Regions from separate parts of the Mus musculus genome. Here all the other regions are linked to region 2. The links are chromatin contacts, called in public promoter capture Hi-C maps. All regions are on one chromosome and are shown on one strand. The core of a region is the stretch at or near the end of the contact, and the rest is flanking DNA. Distances in the headings are between cores, read along the strand shown.

Region 1 (3,612 bases), core at 927-3,426, 2.8 Mb before region 2:
GTTGTGACCAGCCCAGTCCTCATAGCCAGTTCCAGGCCAGCCAGGGATGAATAGTAAAACCCTATCTCAAATAAATAAATTAAAACTTTTCAAGCCGGGTGTGGTGACGCACACCTTTAATCCCAGCACTTGAGAGGCAGAGGCAAGTGGATCTCTGAGTTCGAGGCCAGCCTACAGAGTGACTTCCAGGACAGCCAGGGCTGCACAAAGAAACCCTGTCTCGAAAAAAACAAACAAACAAACAAAAACAAAAAACAACAACAAAAAAACCCTTTTCAATAGTTTTATTATCTACTTAACTCTGATTCTGAACCAAGTCATTAACATCATTTTATACATCTATGCATGGTGGCAAATTTCTGTTTCAAGAGTACATTTTGAGCGGAGTATATAGTATAGTAGCAAAGGATTTTAGCCTAGAGTATATATATTTAATAACCTTCCCCTAGCTAGGAATAACAGCTGCCAATTGTAGTGCCTAGAAAGTTCAAGTGGAAAGATTAGGAGTTTTTTTTAAGGCAAGTTTAATTCAAATCCAGCCTGGCTATGAAAGACCCTATGTTGTGGGGGGTGAGGGGGGTGGAAGGTGGAGACGACAATAATAATTCTCACACCAGAAATTCTTGTGAAGAGCCACAAAAACCTGCAGGTAAGAATAAACTCAAGCCTGATAAGAAAATTCTGTAAAGAAGGCTGGTCCTAGTGGTAGATAACTTGCGCCCTGGATTCAATGAGCAGCAAGGGTGTTCTGCTGGTTGAGAACTGAGTCCTACCTAACCTGCCTTATAGACCACATACACTATAGATAATCCTATAGATTTTATAAGCAGATAAGCATTTATATAAGTGTACTACTAGTTAAGGAGCTAAATAAAATTCAGACTCAAAGTTTTTAGGGTCTCAATGCAGCTTAGGGCGCTTCAAACCTGACATCCTCCTGCCTCATCCTCCTAAACTTCAGGATTAAACTCCACTAAGCCTGGCAGTAGATTCAACCACTATGTTTCCTCAAGTTAGTATTTTAGTGCTAAGTTACTTTCCACATTGTCATTAGCTGTTGACACTTTCCCCTTTGATTCTCACAAGCTTAGTAATGTTAACTGTGACATATTTAGTCAACAGGAAGTTGAAAACTAACAATCCTAAGGCACAATCCAGAGTTCAGAAAATGACCTGGGTGATCAAGCGGATAAAAAAGAAAAAAAAAAAAACCTACTCCTTAACTTATATCCAATTAGTCTGAAATTAATAAGAATGCCTAGGGTGGGGGTGAGGGGGAGGAGAAAATATACAAACTACCTCAAGTATATGTGCTCTACAAATAAGGCCTTTTGTTTTTAATTAAGAAACGCAACCCCACACTTGAATTCATTAGCTCAACGTCAATTATAAAGTTAAAAGAAAAGCACATTATTAACAACGCCAAAAGGAATCTAAAGCACGAATATGTGGGAACATCACTCTCCTCCTACATTCGCCCAACCGGTACAGAACCCACCAGTCACCCTCGCCCACCTCCCGGTTCTACGGGCCCGTGGGCCAGGTTCTGAACTCTCGCACCTTCCTGGTTGGGTGTCTGGGTGGGCGGCCAAGGTTACTTGCAGGGCACAAGAGTTCCGTATCTAGTGATGTCTCTCAGGACAAGATCACAAACACAAGGGGAAAGAGAAAGAAATCTCTCCTGCAGCACCACAGAGCTGAGCGCCAGAACCGCTGCCACGCGCGGGTCCCTCGCCCCACAGCTGGCCGCTCCGCGCTGGGACCGGTAATTCTACAGCCGCCTCGGGCCCCGCCCCGGGCCCGCGACCGTTCCGGGGCGTTCCTGCCGCGAGCGGCGCCTCCCGCGACACACGACTGTTTTCGCAAGCGAGCGAGGCCGCGGCCGCCCCGTGTCTTCGAAGCCACGGCTGCTAGGCCGCGCGGGCCCGCGATTTCCAGAGCCGCCAGGCCCGCTGACCCCGTCCCAGAAGCTCGGGCACGCCCTCTCTCCTAGCCTGGGCCCTTACCAAAGCAGCGTAGCCGCCGCGGCCCGCTTCTCCTCCTCCTCAGAGGCCGCCACGGACCCAGCGTCCCGGAGACCGGAACTTCCTCCCGGTGGGCTCCGGCTTCCACAAAGGCGTCGCGCCACCGCCTTCAGCGCTGGGCCCGCCGGGAGATGAAGTACGGCCGCAAATCCCGCGGCCTCCTCTCCCGCCGTGCCCTGCGCGCAGCGGCTTTGACGGCTGGTGGAGCTGCTGCCCAATGGAAAGGCACGCTGTTAGCCACTGCCCAATTAGAAGGCACGCTTCTCCGCAGGGCCTGCCGGGAGTTATGGTTTGGCTTCAGTGCTGTCACTGCTTCTCTGGTGTTTTCCTCGCAAGTGTGCAAGGGGTCCGGGTGGCTTAGACAGCCTAGTGACACACCCTGCCAGGTGCTGGGGGACGGTCCTGCCTTGCCCCTTGGGAAAGAGAGAGATTGTCAGTTCGGGTGCAGAAAATGGGAGGAGATCTTTCCGGTCTTATTCCGTTACGGCAAAGGGCTGCTGGCTTTTCGGCTACATAAATAAGACCCCTTCTACCTAAGTCCAGAGAATAAATGCAAAAGTACTGCTTGAGTTGAAGTATTAGGACCCAAAGACTCGTCCTTTTTTACCTTCCGACAGACTTCTGGTCAAACACTCCAGGCGGAAATCATCCGTGTAAAAAGGTTCAGTAGCTCAACCCATTAAAAAAAAATAATAAAACTTGTTTCTACAGGTCCCGCTAGCTCTAGGCAATAAATGTAGACACGCGTGACTCGCCACAAAAACTGCACATCGTAATTCTAACGGAAAGAAAGCAAAGTAACTGTTGATACGCAACCTCTTCCAGAATCTTCCAGCTAATGATCTACCTGACTCCCAAGTTCTCAGGTAGATTGTCTATATTGTGAGGGGTTTGCTTATCCCAGCCACCTGGTGCCTTGTGTGTATGCCCTGGCGATATATGATATTGTAGCCTAATTCGATTCTTCAAGGTCAAAGAAAGACACTTGGAGAAACAGTTCATCAGTTAAAAACACTGGTTGCTCTCCAGAGGTTCAATTCCCAAAAACTACGTGGCGGTTCACAATCCTCTGTTCCTTCAGTTCAAAGAGATCCAATGCTCTTTTCTAGCCTCTGAGGGGACTGTACATATGTGACAAATAAAATATCAATAAATGCTGCTGCCATAAATGCCCACTGGAAAAAGCTGGGCATGGAGACAGGAAGTGATGGTGCAATACTTTAATCCCTCCACTCCAGAGGCAGAAACAGATGTACCTTTGAGTTCAAGGCAAGCCTGTTCTACAGAGTGAGTTCTAGTACAGTCTGGGCTACAAAAAGGAACCCCTGTGTGATGGTTTGCATATGCTCAGCTCAGGGAGTGGCACTATTAGAAGTTGTGACCCTGTTGGAGTAGGTGTGTCACTGTGGGTGTAGGCAATAAGATTCTTATCCTAGCTGCCTGGAAGTCAGTATTCTGCTAGCAGCTTTCAGGTAAAGATGTAGAACTCTCAGCTCCTCCTAAGTCATGTCTTCCTGGATGCCATGTTCCTGCCTTGAGGATAATGAACTGAACCTCTAAACCTGTAAACCAGCCCCAATTAAATGTT
Region 2 (3,919 bases), core at 638-3,137:
GCTGGCATTACAGGCATGTGCCATCATGCTGGGGCGAAGGGTCTCGCAACACCTGTCAGATCCGCCCTTGCCTTACACACCCCGTGACACACACGGCGGGTCCCTAGCAGCACTATCTTTCCTTGGGAACCCAGCACCGAGAAGTGGGACGGTGTTTTTGGAGCAGGCAGGAAGGCTGCACTGGGTGGCTGCCTGGCTTCCTCTCCCCAGGCAGCCCGGCCCCACCCGACTCCTGAGTTTGCTCTCACATCCTGGATTTATTTGTTGGCTTGGTCCCAGGCTGCCCCCTGCCTGTCTAGGCTTCCACTTCTACAACCAGCCAGCTTGAGCTCCATACCTAAGCCTTCTGGGAGGCGGTGGGAGCACAGCAGACAGAAGTGGCCAACAGCTCAAAACCAAACAGCCCAGCCACTATGAAAGGGTACAGTCCCAGGAAGCTGGACCAGAACATCTCCAGCAGCCTACCACCCAGCCTGAAAACCCAGCGGTGACATCTCTGCAGATTCATCACCTGGTTTAAGTTCTCTTCACATGGTGATCTCCCTTGAAGATGGAGATACAGGGGCTGAATGGAGGAGAGGCAGGCTTTTCTGACCTACACCAGCCATAGTGGCTCCCTCTCTACAAAGTCCAGGTGGCCTGAGGGTAAAACTGCGTTGATTCTACAGCCGGGAAGTAAAGGCTTAAAGGTGCAATGAGCTCGGACTTGGTTACCCTAAGTGGGACTCTACTACATGCCACCGGCCCAAGAAGACCAAAGAAGCTGTGGCCCTTCAGACTTAGACAAACCATCAGGCAGCCTCTTCAGAGGGCCAGGGTAGAGCATGAACTCTCCCCATATCCCTGCTCTCCCAGTGACAAGCTGTTCATGGACACACAATGGACCATTGTGTCCAGGGCACACCTGAGCTAGGCACCTAGTGCCAAGCAGGTGCAAGGAGGGAGGCATAACCCCGGGATCACTCCCTGCTTCCAGTGCAAAAGGGAAAGTGAGGCTTCTAGAGTTTGAGTCAGAGGCATCACAGCCCCTTCGCTCCCCTTCTGATACCAGCGGAGTCAGCCTGAAACGAGGGTCCCTTTCAGCCATCCCTCCTGACCTCACCATCCTCCCTGGCCCATTGCAGAATGGAGGTAGGCTAAAGTTGCTTCAAGTACAGTAAGAGCTCATCACTAAGAACTCTGAAGGAGTCTGAAGTGACGAACGTCTGATGTACTTGTCAGAAGCGGCACCTGCCGGATCCCCCAGCCTACATGACATTCTAGCCACCATGACCACCTATCGCGAATGCGCCTCTCAGGCGAAGCAACCAACCAGCAAACTGAGTCCCTCTCTTTCCAGGTCTCAGTTTACCCAGTTGTGAAAAGGGTGAGAACTGACTGGCCAGGGCAACTGAGGCTGCGCGGTCTCGCTGAGGACTTGCAATACAGCGCTCACCGGCGAACACTGTCCCCTGGCACAAATGCCCGAGGTAGCCCGGCAGCCAGGGGCACGCACGTGTGCGCGGAGCTGAAGTCCCGCGTGCGCGCGCCGATCTGCGGCCCCGGGGGAGCCGGACGCAGGTGCAGCAGACACTGCGTGCGCGGATCTGGGGACCCCGCGGACCAGGGGCGAGACGGGCTCACCTGCGCGTAGTAGAGCAGCCACAACTCGTAGAGCCGCTCCGAGGCGGCCATGGCCTGACCGGGCTCTGGCCCTGCTGCGCGCCACCTGTCGCCGCCTCCTCCGCGCCGCCCGCCGGTTGCCCCGGGCCAGGCCCATGGGCGGGAGGGCGTCACTCCGGGGCGGAGCGGCGCTACACTGCTGGGGGAAGTCCGCGGCTCCTGACCCTGTCGCACTTAGCCACCAAAGTCTACACGCCCCTCCTCCTCCTCCCGGCCGGCCACCGCCTGGCTTCCTACACTTGGTTGTCTGTGGCAGCGGCCACCGCCCCGCCTCTCCTAGGACTGTCCAAAGGGCGGGGAAGTCAGGCTGGAGGAGGAGCCTGGGGTCAGGGCGGCCCGGGAGGTCGCATGGAGCTCCGCCTCTCGCAGGCGGAGTCCATTCAGAGCCACTGGCAGGATTATTTCCATCCTCCCCAGTGAGGGGCCCGTAAAGGCTTTAACCCGAGTACAGAACCTATCGGGCTTGGAATTATCGCTGTTCAATGAAAGGACTGTGGTTCGCGTGGAGATGACTAGGGTCCTTCAACAATACTAATAATAACCTCGCCCATGACGAACACTTGTGGCACTAACTACGTGCAAGGTTCTGTTTTAAGAGCTTTATGGAAGACAAGTGCTACCTTTTAGTTTCGCCTAGTGTTGAGCTGGATGGAAGGAATCATCAGTCGACTGCAGGACAAACCTACCTGCAGAGGAGCGGCGTCCTTACCAAGTTTAGGATACATACAGTAGCCCACTCCCTCTAGGAATCCTGCCCAGGTGCTCCATTGCTGGGAGCCCCTCCTCCCAGGGCCCGGCACTTGTCAGTCATTTTTTGTTCCTTTGGCCTGAAGGAGGTGGGTGCCTCATGCCGGCTTTAATGAATGAAGAAACTGAGGCTCAGACAAGCCAAATGAGAATTGCAGGGACAGCAGGAACAAGGGATCTAGGCCTGGCTGAGTCATTTCTGGGCCACTGTCACCAACACCCTGTCTGTCCTTTCCTTGTGACTGGACTGTGAAGTGAGGGAGCCCCTGGTGTTGGGTGGGAACCAGCTTCTTTGTTAGGGGTAGGGGAAAGTTTGCTAGGTCCAGATGGCTCCTATTGGTCCTAGGGATCGATCAGTATGAAGCGCCCTATGCATCTTAGTATGAGCTTACCTTTCCTGAGCACAGATACCCTCTATGCCAGGGGCTGGCAGCCACCCCGTCTCCTACTGTAAGGGAAGGTCCCAGACAGAACCAGGTTAACCCAGGATAACACCGAGCTTAGGAAACGGTGACATTTGAAGGGAGCTGTTAGGGAAGATCATTCTCCTTTGGGCCAGCTTTATAACAGAAGCCCCAGACAGGGAGCCACGTTGCTCATGGGCTTGCCATCTCCTGGAAGAGGAGGAGGAGAAGAAAAGAAGCAAACGCATCTGTGACCATCTGCCGCAGTCAAACTCCTTCTTCTCCTTTTGTTTTGTGAGACAAGATTTCTCCATGTAGTCCTGACTATCCTGGAATTCGCTTTGGAAACCAGGCTGGACTCCAACTCAGAAATCCATCCACCTGCCTCTGCCTCTCAAGTGCCGGGATTAAAGTCGTGCGCCACCACGCCCGGCTCCGTCAACCTCTTTTTATACTGGGAGGAGAGAGTAATTCAGTGGCACTTATTCGGCCCTGGTTGCTGTTTGCTCTTTTTTTTGTTGTTGTTTGTTTGTTTTTCGAGACAGGGTTTCCCTGTATAGCCCTGGCTATCCTGGAACTCACTTTGTAGACCAGGCTGGCCTCGAACTCAGAAATCTGCCTGCCTCTGCCTCCCAAGTGCCAGGATTAAAGGCGTGCGCCACCACGCCCGGCTGCTATTTGCTTTTAAGCAGGTAAGGTAGCCTGACTCTGATTATGCTGCAGCTCCCGAAAGAGATGCGAGATCATTCTTGAGTTCAAAGGAAAAGGCCATGTAGCCAGGCCTCGAACTCAGCAGTTCTGGAGCCAGAGAGTGGATAGCAAGGCTTATGCGCAACAACTCATCAGGCGAGTGAGTGCAAGCTGCCACTGGCACTCTGTAGAGAAGGGAGAGGCTGACCTCAGAGTGAGTTGGGAATGAGAGTGGCCAAGGAAGGTTTCTGGGTGTTTGTCTGGTAGTGGTGCGTTAAGACAAGGTTATCTTACGTAGCCCAGACTGAACCCGACCCCATAATTTTGATGCCTCAGCCTCTGAAGTGCTGGAATTACAAACGTGCACCACCTCACCCGGCTCAGGGAATGTTTCTCAAGGCATTCGCTCTTGAAGA
Region 3 (4,017 bases), core at 325-2,824, 2.9 Mb before region 2:
TTTGCCTGTCTCTGCGGGGATTAAAACCTGTAAGCTGCCATCACCACACAGGGCTGAATAAACAATTTTAAACAAATATTTCAGTCCCAACTAAGCTGTTGAGATCAAAGGCATGTCATGTATTGAAACTCACCTTTTGTCTGAACCCATCGTCTCACGGAAGAGCTAGCACACTGCTTCAAAAGGCTTAAATTTTCCCCTAGGGGTGGGAAAGAGAAAAATTGCAAATTTCAGAGATCACTTAATTCAAGAACCCTACAAACTGGGATAGAAACTGTGGCTAATACTTAACAATGACTAAAAAGAGGAAGGAAAAGGAGGCTGTCAACACTAAGTCATAATTGTGTTAAGAAGCAGGAAGATGAAGGTCACTTTAACATATTAAGATCATATATTCAATAAGAAACTCAAGAAGGGTGAAGGCTTTAGACACCTTGGACACTCCCACTACAATTACAAAGCAAAAAGCTCCTGATTTTCATAACCAAAGCAACGCTATTTATTGAGATGGACAATGATTAAAGCATTCATCCAACTGTCTTCGTTAATATAAAATTCAACACTAAAATTGTAACACGATCTCAAATTTTTCTGACAAAAACTTAGAAGCTGGAATGCTGATCTGATTGAAATTTACATATATAACACATCGCCTGATCTCAATTTATTTCAGTAAGACAAGACCAAACCTTGACTCGGCTTAATATCTGTGTATCAATAACACCTATGTCTTGGACCAGCCCTGATCGACAACAGGCCACCGAGTGACCCACAGCCTTTCCCCGGCCGATTGGCCGTAATAAAACATCACACAGCTATGATGCCTGTGATGTCCCAGAAACTATAGTTACTGCCATTTCTAGAATCTGGTCTTTTAAAGCAAGCACTTAACAAACATTCGTTGACTTAAAAAATAAGAGACATCTAGTGGGTCAAGTTCCGGGGTCGAACGGCTACGGCTGTCCCTTGTTTTCGCCCGAGATGCCCGCACCCACCTCCCAGGGAGGTTGCCCATGCCCACCTCCGCGGGGTATCGCAGCCGAGATGGCGGCGCAACTGAATCCGGCATTCAGTCCATCTTTCTTATCTTCCATCCATCCCTCCCCACACCCATTCCCAACCACCTTTCGCACAGCGAGATTCAGTTGGAGACTCAGGGCGATGATGGCTTAAGAGACTGCCAGGCGCTCCACAGCTCCGCACGACAGGGGATTCGGGACAACGTCCCAGCAAGAGACAAACAACTCCAAAGAGGCGGGTCGAGGACCGGGCTAGGGGGCAACCTATGAAAGCCAGCAGAGCCAGAGGCGAGGAGGGGCGCGGCCCTCAAGCGCTTGCTTAGTTTAGTCTCTTCAAAGACTCGGCTGAGCGGTCACCTCTGGCGGCTGACAGGCAGACTTAAGGGACAGCACCAATTGCAAAATCACTGGGGTGTAATGGACGGCAGCCGCACTCACCCCCACAGAGGGAACAAAGCAGGAGCAGTAGCGGCTCTGCGCCCCAGAACCTCCTACAAGGTTCGGCCGCTCCACAAAATGGCGTCTCCACCGACCGTCTTCTCCTACCCACAGTCCCTCGCGCGTCGACCTTCCCCCACCTCCCATCCTACCCGCCTCTCCAGAGGCGTCCAATCAGCGAGGGTGCCGGTCTGCGCGAGGGCTGCCGGGAAGTGTGGTCGCCCAGGCAGCCTGTCACTATACCCTGCGTTAATTTTTTTGCGTATTTCATCTGCTCCATGACAAAGCTGCCATTCAGCTTCTGAGAACCCGGATGTGAACTTTACCAGCGCTTGACACACTGTAAAACGTATAATCCAGTTCGTAGAGAAGGCATACTACGGATTACTTCCCTAGTCGTTTTACAAACATACAGAGCTAATAATTCGGTAAACTGGAAACTGAACTAGCTTGTTTTCAGAAGCCATGCCAGCACTAGAATATGAACTCCAGAACAATAGGGATATTTTGTTGTAAGACCCTGCCACAAGCAAACAAAACAACAATAAAACCAAGCCTGTGAGATAGCCTCATCAGGTAAGGCTTACTGCCAAGCCTAAAACCCTGAGTTCCATCCCTGCAATTCACAGGATGGAAAGAGAACCACGCATGAGAGTAGTCTTCTGATGTGGCAAACATGGATGTGTGTTCAAATACACCAACAATAAGTAAATGCAAAGCAGCCCAAATTCAAACCAAATCATCACCCAACTACACATTAAAAAAAAAAATCCAACAAAACAGACAAAACCCTAGAGGTTCCCCCCCCCCCTCTCTCTGCTTTTTGTGGAGATATTGTCATCCAGTTGCCATAACTTGTCCTCTGCATATGTAGTTATTAGGGAGCAGATTTCCCTCATTTTTTTTTTTAATTTTTCTTCCCTTCCCTCCCTTTTGTTTTCTTTAGAAAGGGTCTCTATAGTTCTGGTTAGCCTGGAATTCACAATGTAGACTGACCAAGATCCATCTCCTTAGTGTGGGACTGTTTCTGACCCTCCAGTTTTCACCTCCTTCTGGGATTACAAGTCTGATAAGAATAACGGTGTGCAGGAATTAGGGTGACTGAAACTGGCTAGAAATGCCTGATAACACAGCTGAAGGAACACATACTCAACATCTTTCTTTTGTATCTATGTATTCTCAGTATACAATTATGTAAATGTTAAGATATGCCCAATTATGGTTGAGTATATATAACACACTTAACCGCAGAAAATATACATTTGTCTGCAGATCATAGAAACCACTTATAGCAGGGTGTGGTGATCCATGCCTATAATCCCAGAGGTAATTGGATCTCTGAGTTCAAGGCCAGCCTGGTCTAAAAAGGTGAGTTCCAGGAAAGCCAGGGTGATATAAAGAACTCACTCACTGGTTGCTGGGATTAAAGGTGAGCCACCATGCTGCCAATTCAATTTTAAACTCAAAAGCTACTCCCCTATCCCTAGACAGATTCCATCCAGGGATGAATGGCATCCTCTCAATTGTGTCTGTCTGTTGAGTAGAATTGTTTTTGTGAGTAGATGGACTATATATCCTAGGCTATCTGGTAGTCGATGTACCAAAGACAATGGAAATTGTTCTAATTTAAGCAACACAAAAAAGCAAATATATTATTGAACAAAGTTTTAATAAAATAATCTTAAGTCTTTCATTTTAAAAACTTAAAAGCTGGAGATGGAGTGCTTGCTGCTCTATCAGGGAATCCAAATTTGGTTCCCAGCACTCGTATCAGGTAGCACACAAGCCTATATAATACCACCTCCAGGGATCCCATGCCGTCTTCTGGCCCTAAATGCACCTAAACTACACGCAGAGACAAATAAAAATAGTAAGCCGGGCGCAGTGGCGCACGCCTTTAATCCCAGCACTTGGGAGGCAGAGGCAGGCGGATTTCTGAGTTTGAGGCCAGCCTGGTCTACAAAGTGAGTTCCAGGACAGCCAGGGCTACACAGAGAAACCCTGTCTCGAAAAAACCAACCTAACCCAGTGACATAATCACTTTCATGAGTCTTTTAAAACCAACCCAACCAATCACCTCTCTGATTATGTGGCAAAAAAATAAACGATTAAATGTTTTGTCCCAGTATTGGAACTACTGCTATAGAAAAAAAGTGAAAGACATCTTTGCTTTGAGGCAATTGTAGGACTTTGTTTTCCCTATAGCCTTGAGGTGGTCAAAGAGCTTCTGAGTCTTTAATTAGTGAACCTACAATGGAGGTGTGCTTTACCTTAACAGTTACCAACACCCACAGGTCAGAGAGACTCCTTTCCCTGCTGAGATCAATGTGGTTCTTCCATGCCTGCTTTAGCACAGCTGAGCATTTCAGCATTAACTCAGATGCCTACATGATGGCATGCCTGTTCTACTTACTTTCCTTCTCTCTGTAAAAGATGTATTTATTCTATGTATGTGAGTACACTGTTGCTCTCTCCAGACACACCAGAAGAGGGCATCAAATCTCATTGCAGATGGTTGTGAGCCACCATGTAGTTGATGATAATTAAACTCAGGACCCCT

The links. Promoter capture Hi-C pulls out the DNA fragments that hold promoters and counts their contacts.
Region 1: a promoter capture Hi-C map of pre-B cells shows a contact between it and region 2, with 4 times the contacts expected there. The contact joins the promoter of Rbm6 here to the promoter of Nbeal2 in region 2. A contact is called at or near these places in 2 of 39 promoter capture datasets (liver and pre-B cells).
Region 3: a promoter capture Hi-C map of pre-B cells shows a contact between it and region 2, with 7 times the contacts expected there. The contact joins the promoter of Rbm5 here to the promoter of Nbeal2 in region 2. A contact is called at or near these places in 2 of 39 promoter capture datasets (liver and pre-B cells).

Annotation. Positions count from the first base shown.
Region 1 is chr9:107,870,643-107,874,254 of GRCm38.p6, forward strand. Rbm6 (RNA binding motif protein 6) reads right to left here and starts at 2,177. Exons shown (of 21, transcript NM_011251.3): 1 at 2,007-2,177.
Region 2 is chr9:110,652,274-110,656,192 of GRCm38.p6, forward strand. Nbeal2 (neurobeachin-like 2) reads right to left here and starts at 1,888. Exons shown (of 54, transcript NM_183276.2): 1 at 1,624-1,888. The coding sequence starts at 1,674. It also overlaps a transcript of Ccdc12 not described here.
Region 3 is chr9:107,769,428-107,773,444 of GRCm38.p6, forward strand. Rbm5 (RNA binding motif protein 5) reads right to left here and starts at 1,575. Exons shown (of 25, transcript NM_148930.3): 1 at 1,458-1,575; 2 at 134-199. The coding sequence starts at 150.